2 separate regions of the Sus scrofa genome follow, and region 1 is linked to region 2. The links are chromatin contacts, called in public Hi-C maps. All regions are on one chromosome and are shown on one strand. Each heading gives the region's core, a stretch centred on a gene start, on an enhancer-like site or on the middle of the called end of the contact. The rest is flanking DNA. Distances are from core to core; before and after follow the strand shown.

Evidence for each region. Hi-C and Micro-C count contacts between places; a contact is called where the count stands out from the background.
Region 1: a Hi-C map of liver shows a contact between it and region 2, with 2.2 times the contacts expected there. The contact joins two enhancer-like sites. A contact is called at or near these places in 1 of 5 promoter capture datasets (liver), 1 of 47 Hi-C or Micro-C datasets (liver) and 1 of 2 datasets of contacts at active chromatin or transcription factors (skeletal muscle).

Annotation. Positions count from the first base shown.
Region 1 is chr14:81,396,481-81,399,785 of Sscrofa11.1, forward strand. No RefSeq gene overlaps it. Among named protein-coding and RNA genes, the nearest start is that of ZMIZ1, 11 kb to the right of the region's middle. Within about 2 kb of position 2,006, at least 17 of the 83 cell types and tissues checked have an H3K27ac peak or open chromatin away from gene starts, as enhancers often do. A contact at or near this core is called in liver, where this site is marked.
Region 2 is chr14:81,277,251-81,280,593 of Sscrofa11.1, forward strand. The region is part of intron 4 of LOC106506054 (a long non-coding RNA gene); the gene reads right to left. Among named protein-coding and RNA genes, the nearest start is that of ZMIZ1, 130 kb to the right of the region's middle. Within about 2 kb of position 2,076, at least 9 of the 83 cell types and tissues checked have an H3K27ac peak or open chromatin away from gene starts, as enhancers often do. A contact at or near this core is called in liver, where this site is marked.

The sequences.
Region 1 (3,305 bases), core at 756-3,255, 120 kb after region 2:
GTCGCTCCTTCAGGCTCCACCTGTCCTGCCAGGGCACTGCCATGGCACCACCTGGCTTAACCTTGCTGTGCCTCAGTTTCCTCACTCGAAACATGGGGAATCACACAGTGTGGTTGCGATGATTCAATTAGCTCATATAAGGGAAGCAGTTAAAACGGTCCTCGGCACACAATGAATGCCTTCAGAGATTTGTTAGTACAATTAGTGCACCTGGAGAGGGCACAATGGGGTCGAACTGGGCTGAACTGGGCTGGCCGGAGGAACAGGGTCAGCCCAGAGCCTGCCAGGAGCTGTCCTCGCAGAAGTCTGGCAGGAAGATTGCTTTTAAGCCAGCAGAGCTGGGCAGCCTCTGGCGGTGCCGGGAAAATGGAGCATGTGGTGTTGGAAGAATCATGAGGTGTAACCTCAGCCAACTTGGCAGGCTTGCCACTCACTGGCTGTGCACCCATGGAGCTCCTCCCGCCCCCTCCCCTTCTAGCTTCCCATCCCCCCCAACCCTGTACCTCCCACCCACCTTCTGGCCCAGAAGGTGGAGCACGTGCCCCCCAGCAGCCCAGTTTCCTCCTTCGCCTGGTTCACAAGGTCCATTCTTCAGGCCCATTCTGCAGATGGGGAAACGGAGGCTCAGAGAAAGGGAGGGATGCGACCACGAGGCAGAGCTGGACTCGGGAATCTCGGAGTAAATTATAGAGTCAGGCCCCTGGAGCAGCCCAGTCAACTCTCAGCTCTTTAGGGTCTGTGCTGGCTTTCGAGGTCCCTGAAACAGTTCCCTCGGCTGTTCCTGCATCACAGATGGGGCAACTAACGCTTCCCTCCCCATGTTCATCCTGTCTGCTCCACCGCACCCTCAAGAACGAGAGAAAGCATCTAGCCTGACCCCCACATGAACCCGTAATGTCTCTCTCTCACCTCTGCACTTTTGCTCCTGCTGTTCTGTCCTGTTCATCCCAGTTCAAGTCCTCTTCATCTGTCAAAGCCCATAGAAAATGCCACCTCTTCCATGAAGCCTTCTCTGATTGCATTGTCCATTCATGGCTTCTCAGTCCCCTTCCCCCCAGGGGCCTGGAGACATTCTTCTCCTCAGCTCTAAACACTTTATCTTTTGGGCGGTCCTAGAGGGCAGACCAGGAGCCTTTCTGTACACCCCCACTCCCACCCCATCGGTCAGGGCAAAGATGTCCACAAGCTGAGGTGCACAGTGGGTACACACTCCCCCCACCACTCCAGAAGCCCCTCCAAACCTTTGTCTTGTGGCCATGCGATGTAGTAGTCAACCGTTAAGACTTGGAGCAGGTTTTTCTGGGTTCAAATCTCAACTCTCCCACTCACTAGCTATGTGACCTTGGGCTTGTTATCTAGCCTCTCTGAGCCTCAGGTTGCTCACCTATTAATGGGAATAATAATAGTTCGAAGGCCCAGGTTGCTGTGATAGTGAAGTAAGTTAACATATGTTAGTTTTAAGGATAATATCTTGTACACAGTAAGTGCTTTGCGAGTGTGTGCCATTGTCGTTAATTGTTATACTGTTATTGTTACAACCAGGAGAATACAAAGAGGCACTAGGCACAATCTTTGTCCCTAAGAGGATGAGAATCCAGACAGGAACAAGAAAAGAGGTTTACACTTCAAATTGCATTTAATGATCAAACCACCTTAGTAGTTATCACCAGCCCCACTTTATAGACAAGGAAACTGAGGCTCCAAGAGATGGTGTAAGCTCCCAAGGGCTCACAGCCCTAAGTGGCAGGGCTGGGATTCAGGGCCAGGTCGTGCGGCTCCAAAGTCCACGCTCTTTCAACAAGCCTGAGCTGCCTCTCAGTCTGGCAGCAAGATAAGCCGTGTACACAAATAGCTGTAATCCAAGGTAGAAAGTGATAAGTGCCAAACAGGGACCGATAAAGGCTCTGGGAGGGCGGGGAAGGGGTGGAGGTCAGGGCAGGCTTCTGAGAGTGGGTGACATCTGAGCGTAGCCTCAAAGCTGGACAGGCTGAGTGGCGAGACTGTCCAGATGGAGGGGCCAGTGTAGGCAGACATGGGTCACTGTGTCCACAGTACCTCGCACAGTACGTGTCATTGAGGCCCAATAAATATTGGAGGAAGCGGCGGCGGGGGCGGGGGGAGAGGGGGAGAGGGGGGAGGGAGGGAGGGGGAAGGGGGGAGGGAGGAGGGGGGAGGGAGGGAGGGGGAAAGGTGGGAGGAAATACCCTGACCCCACTTGGCCCAGGAACTACCCTCTCACGAGGAGACAGGGTCAATTCCTCCAATTCTCTGAAGAGCTTCATGGGGCCAAAGGTCCCCCTTGTCCTCTGACACCCCAGAACAGTAGCTCAGCACTTCCAGGCTGGAGTTCCTGATACTTAGATGTTTTGCTCAATAACAGGAAGAACTTCCCAACAAGTAAAGAAGGACAGGGCTTCTCTGTAGGGTGGGGCAGTGGTGTGCCGATCCGGCTCAGACTGGCTCACAGGGGGCGAATGTTACATTTTTAAGAACTGTGTGACCTGCTGGATGTTAAGATGGCAGCCTGAAATTGGCCATGGTGGAAGTATTTTACACCATGGGAAATCAGCAAATACTACAAATCAGGTTTTCCCTACTTGGGAGAACCAGCTGTTAAACATTTACCAGCCCGCCACTGGGCATCTTCTGCTACGTAAGGGAGCAATCTTCCCATTTCTAGAAGGATGCAAGCAGAGACAGTCACCTCCTAGGAAGAAAGAGGCTAAGGGACGAGTCTTTAGTGATAGGGCTCAGATTAGATGACGTCAAATGCCCCTTTTTGGCTCCAGAGTCTACGAAAAGTCAGGTTTAAGAAAAAACTTAATCAGGATAATTATTCATGCCAGGCAATTATTAACCACTTGACTCAGAGGCTGGGAGTAGGGCGTGAGGAGCCACATACTTGCGGATCTCACAGATGGAAAACCCTGTCCAACGCCACACAGGGAGTGGCACCAATACTAGGACCGGAACTAGGTCTCCAGCTTCCCACCTCCCAGCCAGAGCTCCTTCCAAGGCACGTGGGCTGGGCTGGGGAGAGACAGAGACATCTTCCTGCAGTTTGTCTGGGGTCTGTCTCCTTCACCAGAATATAAGCTCTGTGACAGCACAGACCACATCTGTTTTGCTCACTGTTGGATCTCCGGTGCCTGGTTTCGTTCGTGTATTCGATTCATAGCAGGTAGTCAATAAACACTTGTTGAAAGCATCAATGTGTCTGAGATCCTTTCTCCTGGCAGCATCGGGGAAGCTGGGAGCGCCAGCATCTGAGGCCATTACCACTTGGGTCCCCATTCCTGCTTAGT
Region 2 (3,343 bases), core at 826-3,325:
GTTTTTTTTTTGGGGGGGGAGGTTGTAAATATGACTTCATTCCCATGTGACCAAAGTGTGTTTTGTCAAGACACTGCCAAGCCTGCCTCTACCATTCGAGTCATGAAATCACAGCATTTAGAGCAGGAAACCACCAAGGTCAGGGCAAAAATCAGCTGATGGAACTAGAAAGAGTTGTGAGTGGATGTATGAAATGCCCATAAATTGACTAATTTGATGGTAGATGAATTTTACCTCAATGCAAAAATAAATAAATAAATAAATAAGTTCCTTTCCATCATAAATATGACATGTTTACCAGCCTCTGAGTCTTTGCCCAGGCAGTTCCCTCTGCTTGGTTGGAGCTCCTACAAATATTTCAGGCTTCATCTTAGAAACCATTTCCTCCAGAGCTTCTCTGTTGGTCTCCCCTAAGGGCATGTCCTCCTCCCCACCCCCAAGAAGGGACATTGTCAGACAGTTTAGTGTCCACCTGCAGGTACCTCACTAGGAGATGGTGCAGATATGACCCAGCAATCCCATTCCTGGACATACATCCAGACCAAACTATAAGTCAAAAAGATACACACATCCCTATGTTCACAGCAGCACCGTTCACAAAAGCCAAGATATGGAAACAATCTAAATGTCCATCGACACAGGAATGGATTAAGAAGATGTGGTACATATATACAATACTACTCAGCCATAAAAAAGAATGAAATTTGCAGCAACATGGATGGACCTAGAGATTACCATACTAAGTGAAGTCAGTAAGAGAAAGACAAACACTGCATGATATCGCTTATATGTGGAAACTAAAGTATGAAACAAATGAACTTATCTATGAAACAGACTCAGACATAGAGAACAGACTTGTGGCTGCCAAGGGGGAGAGGGGTAGAGGAGGGAAGGTTTGGGAGTTTGAGATTAACAGAGGCAAGCTAGTATATATAGGATGGATAGAAAACAAGGTCCCACTGTGTAGCACAGGGAACTATATTCAATATCCTCTGATAAACCCTAATGGAAAAGAATATGAAAAAGAATGTGTATATATATGTATAACTGAGTCACTTTGATGTACAGCAGAGAGTTATACAACGTTGTAAATCAACTATACTTCAATAAAATTTAAAAAAGAAAAAAGGATGGGGCAGGGGGTGGTTCCCAGCCACAATTGCTCCTCATCTAGCACATAGTAGGCACTCAGAATGGTTGTCCCTTGGTATCCACAAAGGATAGGTTCCAGGACCCCGGCGGATACCCAAATCCACAGATGCTCAAGTCCCTTATATAAAATGGCATTTGCACACAACCATCCCATAGTGTAAACCATCTCTAGATTACTTATAACAGCTAGTACAATGCAAGGGCCATGTAAATAATTGTAAATTCAATGTGAATGCTATATAAATTGTTGCTGGAGTACAGCAAATCAAGTTTTGCTTGTTGGAACTCTGTGGAATTCCTTTTCCCCAATGTTTTCTTTTTTTTTTAAGTTTTTCTTTTTTTTTTTTTTTTTTTTTTTTGGTCTTTTTAGGGCCGCACCTGTGGCATATGGAGGTTCCCAGGCTAGGGGTCGAATTGGAGCTGTAGCTCCTGGCCTACACCACAGCCACAGCAATGTGGGGTCTGAGCTGAGTCTGGATCCTTTAACCCACTGAGTGAGGCCAGGGATAGAACCCGTGTCCTCAGGGATACCAGTCGGGTTCATTAATGGCTGAGACATGATGGGAACTCCTCCCCCAATATTTTCAATCCATTGATGTCAAATCCGTGGATATGGAACCCGCGGATTCGGAGAGCTAACTAGATTTACTTGTGGCATGGAAGATCTGACTCAACGCCACCCTGGATTGAGAGACAAACCTGGTACAGCCCAACAGAGGGCCAGGCCCAGCCCCAGGTCACACAGTTGCTTAGTCGGTGGAGGAGGTGGAGTCCAGGCCTCCCTGACCCTGGAAGAGGCCCCGTGCCTCCCCTTCTCCGTCAGCAGCTCCCCATGGGTGGAAGCACAGCCCAGACGTGTAAGCCTGTCCTTCCCAGCCATTAGCTAATCTGGGCACGGCCTGTGTGCCAGGGCCTTCTGTCTGCCCTTCCTGTTTCCCTAGGACACTGCTGTTTACGTTGTCAAGGGCTTATCGCAAACAGGCAGGCAAAGACCTGTGTCCTAGGGAACTTTGTCCCCAGAACCTTCTACCAACACAAGGTCTTGGCCATGGGGACCTTCGACTTCCGTGTGTTCGTGCTGGAAGCTGCTCACACACGGGGCCTCAGTTTCCCCACCTCTAACATAACAGTCAACCACCACATATTGATCCAACACCATATCGAGTGAAGTGGCTGAGGGCTGAGCTTAGCTATCTGACAGCCTGGGTCTGAGTCCCCATTCCGCTCCCCGAGCTGGCGCCCTAAGCACATGATTCCACCAAGGTGTACCTGGCTTCCCTACTGTTAAACGGCTGTGATTCTGAAACTTACTTCCCACGTGTGTAATACCTTGTAAGTACTTAGAACCATGCCTGCAGCACTGTAAGCACTTCAGGATGCACGCTATGATTTTTATAACTCCTTTCCCTGCCTGCCATGAGCTTAGATCCAATTGTCCTTCCCTTACAGCGTGAAGTGGTAGCCCAGCATGGTGCTCACCACTGCGTGACTGTCAGCCTCTGGCCGGCACTGGTTGCCAGGACAGCCAGAATACGTGGAGCACATGCAGGGAAAGCCTAGGTGTGATCCCTGGCTCTGGCACCTTAGAACTTGGATATGTTATGAAAATAAAAAGAGGAGTTTATGGAAGAAGATCCAGAGACCCAGGGAAGGCTGAAGCTGCCCTCATTTTACCCAGAGATGCAGAGGAGACTGCACAGCGTGGTGGGGAGAATCCAGGCCTGGGGCAGGGTGTGGGGTCCTGGTTCTGCCTGTGTCATCAGACCACTCACCACCCTTGCTGGGCCTCTGTTTCCCCAGCTCTAAAATGGGCACTTGAATCCCTGCCCTGCCCGACAGCAGAAGGAATATAGTGAATGTGGGAGAGAGGCTGTGAGCTGCACCTCCTGGCAGGTGGGCAGGACAAGCACCTGTCAGTTACCAGATAGCACTCCCAATCTAAGGACAGGTGCCCAGAGTGCTACATTTCCAGCTGTGCCTTCTCCCTGGGACCCCAGCATGGGTCACCTGACTGGAAGCTCCGTTTGGCTATCTCAGAGGCATTTCACAATCAGCATGGCCAAAGCAAAACTCTTCATTCCTGCCCTCAGCTTCCAAATCTGTCCCTCTTCTCCAGGTGAATGTGACTCCCACCATCCACTTGAGGCTCAAGGCCACAAACTTGACCTTTTTCCTCGCCTTCTACCTCCAT